Regions from separate parts of the Sus scrofa genome. Here region 1 is linked to region 2. Evidence: chromatin contacts called from public HiChIP or PLAC-seq data. All regions are on one chromosome and are shown on one strand. The core of a region is the stretch at or near the end of the contact, and the rest is flanking DNA. Distances in the headings are between cores, read along the strand shown. Region 1 has its middle 400 kb from the start of CADM1. Region 2 has its middle 190 kb from the start of CADM1.

Evidence for each region. HiChIP or PLAC-seq counts read pairs in DNA pulled down with a chosen protein or histone mark.
Region 1: an H3K27ac HiChIP or PLAC-seq map of alveolar macrophages shows a contact between it and region 2. The contact joins two enhancer-like sites. A contact is called at or near these places in 1 of 47 Hi-C or Micro-C datasets (brain) and 1 of 2 datasets of contacts at active chromatin or transcription factors (alveolar macrophages).

The regions. Positions count from the first base shown.
Region 1 is chr9:43,379,220-43,382,096 of Sscrofa11.1, reverse strand. No RefSeq gene overlaps it. Among named protein-coding and RNA genes, the nearest start is that of CADM1, 400 kb to the right of the region's middle. Within about 2 kb of position 1,291, at least 15 of the 83 cell types and tissues checked have an H3K27ac peak or open chromatin away from gene starts, as enhancers often do. A contact at or near this core is called in alveolar macrophages, where this site is marked.
Region 2 is chr9:43,173,351-43,176,050 of Sscrofa11.1, reverse strand. No RefSeq gene overlaps it. Among named protein-coding and RNA genes, the nearest start is that of CADM1, 190 kb to the right of the region's middle. Within about 2 kb of position 1,355, at least 11 of the 83 cell types and tissues checked have an H3K27ac peak or open chromatin away from gene starts, as enhancers often do. A contact at or near this core is called in alveolar macrophages, where this site is marked.

The DNA.
Region 1 (2,877 bases), core at 42-2,541, 210 kb before region 2:
AAGACTAATGATGGTGTGTTTAAGAGGCAAGGTGGGGCTTTGTTTTTGTGTTCTACCAGCAGAGGATTACATTACTGATTGATCGTACGCGGTTGTCTGAGGCAAAAACATTTTGAATTGATACCTGGATTTGGACTACAATCAACTTCCTCGACAATGGCCTCTTGGTGCTGAATAGATCAAGAAGCTGCAGCTTTCTAATAGGGCCTCAAGGAGATTTTGACAATCCCCGCTAGCAGTGAGCAGTTTGTTGTGGTGGACGGGAGGCAAATAGATCATCCACAGGGCTGGCTTGCAGCTTCCAGGGGCCCAAGGAAATGCTCTAAGACCCTGCGATTCCAGAGAACTGAAATGGGGCAGGAACAGTCATGCGCTGGTGAATGCTGAGCAGTCAGCTCTCTTGTGGGGAAAAAAAAAAAAATATATATATATATATATATATGGCTTAATCGGTAGCATGTGCCAATTTCTGTGGTGTAAATACTCCCACCATGGCTGATTTTAAGCTACCAAAGTGATGCCGCTAAAGACAAATTTAGAAAGAGAGGTAACTCATTGGGTCATGAGCTGCTACAAACTGGCTCACCACAACACAGGGCATGGACTAGTGCTTATCATTTATTACCTACCGTCCTGTTCTAGGAAATGTCTTTTCTGATGAGAATGTTATTGAGGCTCAGAGAAGGCGTGTCACCTGCTCAAGATCACACAGATATAAAGAAGTCTTCTTACCCAAAAGTTGCATGATCTTCTCATCTCCTATAGTCCAGGGCATGGAGCCAGCTTGCTAAGACCAGTCTCTGATTCCAAGGCTCCTGCTCCCTCAAGGAGTTGCTACAAGGAAGGGGAAGATCCAAGGAAACGGGCCTTACATCAAAACTTCTGCCATTTCAGCCGGATTTCTTCCTATTCTTGCCACCTCACTTGCACTTGTGGGGAAATTCAGGTCTGCCCCTGAGGTCATTTGCCAATTTCTCCAACCCCAGTTACTCTGAGGAAACGGATGTAAACTTCCATGGTGACTCTTTCCTGGAGTCTGAGGAAGGAACACGCTGACCCCTAGGGATCCCAATCATAACAGTCCAAGAAGCCAATTCAACAACCAATTTGGCTGGAAAACGACATCACTTCCCCTTGGATTTGTTTTCTCCACTTCTAATTTTCCACCCACTGTCTTTATTAGTTCATTTCCTTCCTGAAATTCTGAAACAAATGAGGCAGTGGTGGGGGGAAGTGGTGAGCGAGGGGGCTGGGGCAGTGACCCGCCCTGGTGCTCTGGCTGGCAGGTTCCGGCACCGCGCAAAACAACGGGGCATTAATGGCTATTAATATCCACAGAGGAAGTGCTGAAAGGCCAGTAATGTAATTGCCATTTATTCATCCTATCAAGGGGTCCTCAGCTCCTCCTGGCAGCGTGTCACAGTGTCCTGAAGTGGGGAGTCTGGGGAGGGGGGAAGCGGAGAATAAGGAGAATCAGCTGGCCGCCCCCACTCACCACCCTATGGCACCGTGATGGGGGTGCTGGTCCACCTGTAGGCACTTTGGCTCCTGGGCAGACCCTGCAGCTCTCTGAGTTCCAAGGTGAGCACATTCTAGATGGTGGTGAGCAGTGGTCAGGGAGGCTGGCTGCAGACTCAGGGTGGCAACGCCTGGCTGTCCTACCTCTGCCTCTTTTTTTCAGAGCCCCACAGCTGTAGAAGACTCTATGTGACCGGGAGGAGAAAGGACCATAAATGGCCTGCGATTTTCAGCCCCTGAGGGGAGCCGTCCTCTGGACCGCTCATGAGCCCAGGTCACTTCCGAAGGCTGCAGAGGAAGGAGGTGGTGACCCAGCCCCTCTTTTTGGTACCCCCCACTCAAGGTGCCTGAGGCACTCTCCCCCTAGTCCTATCCCAGGAGAATGGAGCAGTTTGGCTTCTGGGGATTCCAGATCTGGAAAGGGTGGTGGGGAAGAAATCAGGGCTGTGTTTCCCCCCATTGGAGCCAGCTTGACTGGCAGCCTGGGCTAAGAAGAGCCCATTCTAAATGCTCCCCGGGGTCCAGAATGGAACTCATTACATCAAACCTGCCGGTAGCCAGCAGCTCTGCTTTGTGAGCTGTGAAACAAATGTTTATCCACCACTCCGTGCGGTTCAGAGCTATTTAAGGAGCTCAGGGTGTTGAGCTGCAGGCAAGAGCTGTGCGTGCGAGGCCAGCGCGCTGGCACAGAGCAAGGCGGGCAGAGCGGGGACGGGAGCCTCCAGCCTCCAGGCTCCAGGACTCAGCTGAGCGCGGAGGGATCACAGCAACACGGGTGTTACGAGTGCCTTTCATCTGGAGCCCCTGCCTCTCCTTTCTTCCACTTCCCCATTTCCCTTCTCTCTCATTCTCTTTCCTTCTCTCTCTCTCTTTTCCCGGATTTACTTCCTCCATCTGCTTTCCTCCCTCCCTCCTTCCCTCCTTCTCTCCCTATCTTCCCTCATGCCCCCCCTTCCCTTCCTCCATCCCTCCCTTCCTCTCTCCCTCCCTTCTTTCTTCTCTCCTTCCCTCCTCCCCTTCCTCCATCCCCCCCCCTCCTCTCTTCCTTCCCTTTCATTCCATCATTTCCCCTCTCTTCCCTTGGGCAGGTCTGTGGTGCCCTCATCACACTCCAATAGGCGTTGTTCTCTCTTGTGGAGACAGTGATGAAATTCACAAAATGGATAGGAGAATAAAATAAAACTTGGAGTTTCTGTGGTGGCTCAGCAGATTGCAAACCCAACTAGTATCCATGAGGATGCAGGTTTGATCTCTGGCTTGCTCTGTGGGTTAAGGATCCAATGCTGCCTTGAGCTGTGGCATAGGTTGCAGATGTGGCTCAGATCTGGCGTGGCTGTGGCGGAGGCATAGGCTGATAGC
Region 2 (2,700 bases), core at 106-2,605:
TTTGCATATGCATGTGTGTATATGCATATATATATGTGTGTGTACACCCATGTATATGTATGTGTGCACACACACACATATATATGTATATCTGAATCACTTGGCTGTACACCTGAAACTGACACAATATTGTGAATCCACTCTACTTCAATAAAAAAATAAAACTTAAAAATAAAAACAAAAAATAAAAACAACTCTGATGATGTCAGTGTCAATGGATTGATTCAGTTGGAATGATCTTGTTTTCTATGTATTGATATGCCACTGTCATGTGATTATTTAAATATTTTATGCAGATAGCATGAGTTGTGGTGATACCTGTTTCTTTACTTTTTTAATGTACCTAATAAAGTATGTAAAATACTTATGTGGCTTGCTCAGTTGTAACTCTGGGGGATAATGACACATTGGAACTCAATAATAAGGGAGGCAGGACATAGCCCTCCTGGAGATGGTTATGGACACCTCGAGATTAATCTGGTCCTGCCACCAGTGTCTAGAAACCATCTTAGGAACCCTAAAAAACTTCAGTATATATTGCAGAAGGTGGTAGAGCGTGGTGAGGTGTATAGGCTTGGGATTCCAACTAACCCTGAACTTGAATCCCAACTCTGACAATTTGAGGGATGACTCTGAGCCTCAGTTTTCCCATGTGCTAAACTGGAGAGTGAACATTACCAAACTCAGAGGGTTATGGGGAAGATTATGTAAGATACTGGAGTCTGGCACTTGCCAATAATGAGTTCTCAGTAATTCTCAGCTATTAGGCAACTGGATTTAATGGAAGAGAGGCAAGAGGTGTATAAAATTACTTCTAGAGGCCCTTTTCTCTGATTCCCAGTCACATGGTTGCTGCAGAGGATGACCTTCTGACTCATAGAGATGAGGTTCATTGCAGCAATAAAATCAGCTCATAGAGAAGTATTTTTTTACCCATAGACTCAGCACAAAATGCATTCTCAAATGCCCATCAACTAACCACAATGACCTGCCCTTGCAAATCCCATGATCAGCTCTGAGCTCCACCTCCAGCCTCGCTGGGATGGGGTGTGGGGTTGGAGCTGAGTGGGCTCTCTTTCCATGCAGTTACTGGGTTTGTCAAAAAAGAATCCTTAGGAGGCCTAGCCCTCCTCCCCAAAACACACCTCCAGGCTCTCCCAAGGTCAACTGAACCCCCAGGCTAGATGTCACCAGAACGGTGGTATAAGTGACTCTCCAGCAAAGGGCCGAAGAAATCCTCTCCTCCTGATTTCTACCTTGCTCTCTGCCAAATTAAGAGAGTGAGCTGAGTCCTGGCACAACCCAGGCAGACAGACTAATGTCTTGGAGACCTCTCCTGGGTTCCTGCCAAGCAGGAGAGGAAGCTGTTTTATAGCTTGAGTCACTGGAGCCCAAGTTCTCTCCCAGTGCTTTTGAGTGGAAAAGGGAAACAACTGTGATTTCAGACAAAAGTGGAAGAAACAAGAAAACACAAACCCATTCCCAACTTCTCTGCATTGTTCCAGGACCCAGAACCAAGGAGAGAGCCAGAGAGTCTTGGATTTAGGACCAAAGAAGCAGAGACTCACCTGAACAGCAAAGCACTGCAACATTTTCACAAATGAGTATGTGGAGGCAGCCAATCCTCTAGTTAAAATAACCAATAAACCTACAAGGGCTATTAGTCCCTCTCTACCAGCTCCAGGGGGACTCTGAAAAACATTGCTCAATACCAGTAAATTCCTTCATTTCTCAAGGCCAGTGTCACAGGGAGTCATCAAGGAACCTTAAAGGAGAGGAGTACCAGGATTTTTGTAGCTGTGACTGACACTTTTTCTAATGAAAGGAAGAAAAGAAGGAATTTATTAAAAGGATCCCAAGTATCTCCTATAATCAGAACTAAGATTAAATAACCAAGCCATGGGAAATACAGAGATAGGACAACAGACCAGCTTCCTCCATGTGGCAGAATTACTCCAAGGAGCAGAGATTATTAGTATCCTAGTCCAACATGCATTCCTCCTTTCCTCATTAGTGACAGAACCCCAGTTTTATTGGGCAGCAATAGTTCCCAGCTAAAAGACTACACTTCCCAGCGATCTTTGCAAATAGGTTTGGCCATGTGACTAAGTTCAGACCAATGAAATGTAAGCAGAAGAGTTAAGCCTTCTAATAAGGTAGAGGGTCCTGCTCTTTTTCTCCCTTTTGTCCTTCCAGCTGCCAGGAATGCAAATAAGATCACTGAAGTTCCTGCAGCCTTACTGAAACTGATGACTTGGAGATTGGAAACTGTGCTGAAGATAGAGAAGCAGAAAGATCAGAGCCTGACTTTGAAACTCTCTTGCTGGCCCTGCACTGCCTGCTTTTGGACTTCTTTTCTATAAGAGCAATATATATGTCCATTTTATTAGTTGCTACTTTAGTTCTTTTTTGCTGTGGCATGTGTGGGGTGGGAGTTTCAGTCAAATGCAGCAATATCCAGTCTTGACTGATACACTATAATTAGGGTGTTTCTTGTATACAGTATTTTTAAGCAGAGATGGTCTGACTAGCTTCCTCAGTTCTTAGTTCAAAATCCTAGGAAAGTCCTCAGATTGGCCCAGCCTGGGTCATGTACCATCCCTGGACAGAGTGACACTGGTCAAGGAAGCACATCTTGAGAAGGGCCAGGAGCTGAGGGGAAACAGGAGGGATCCCGTGCTAGCCACTGCCCGCAGAGGG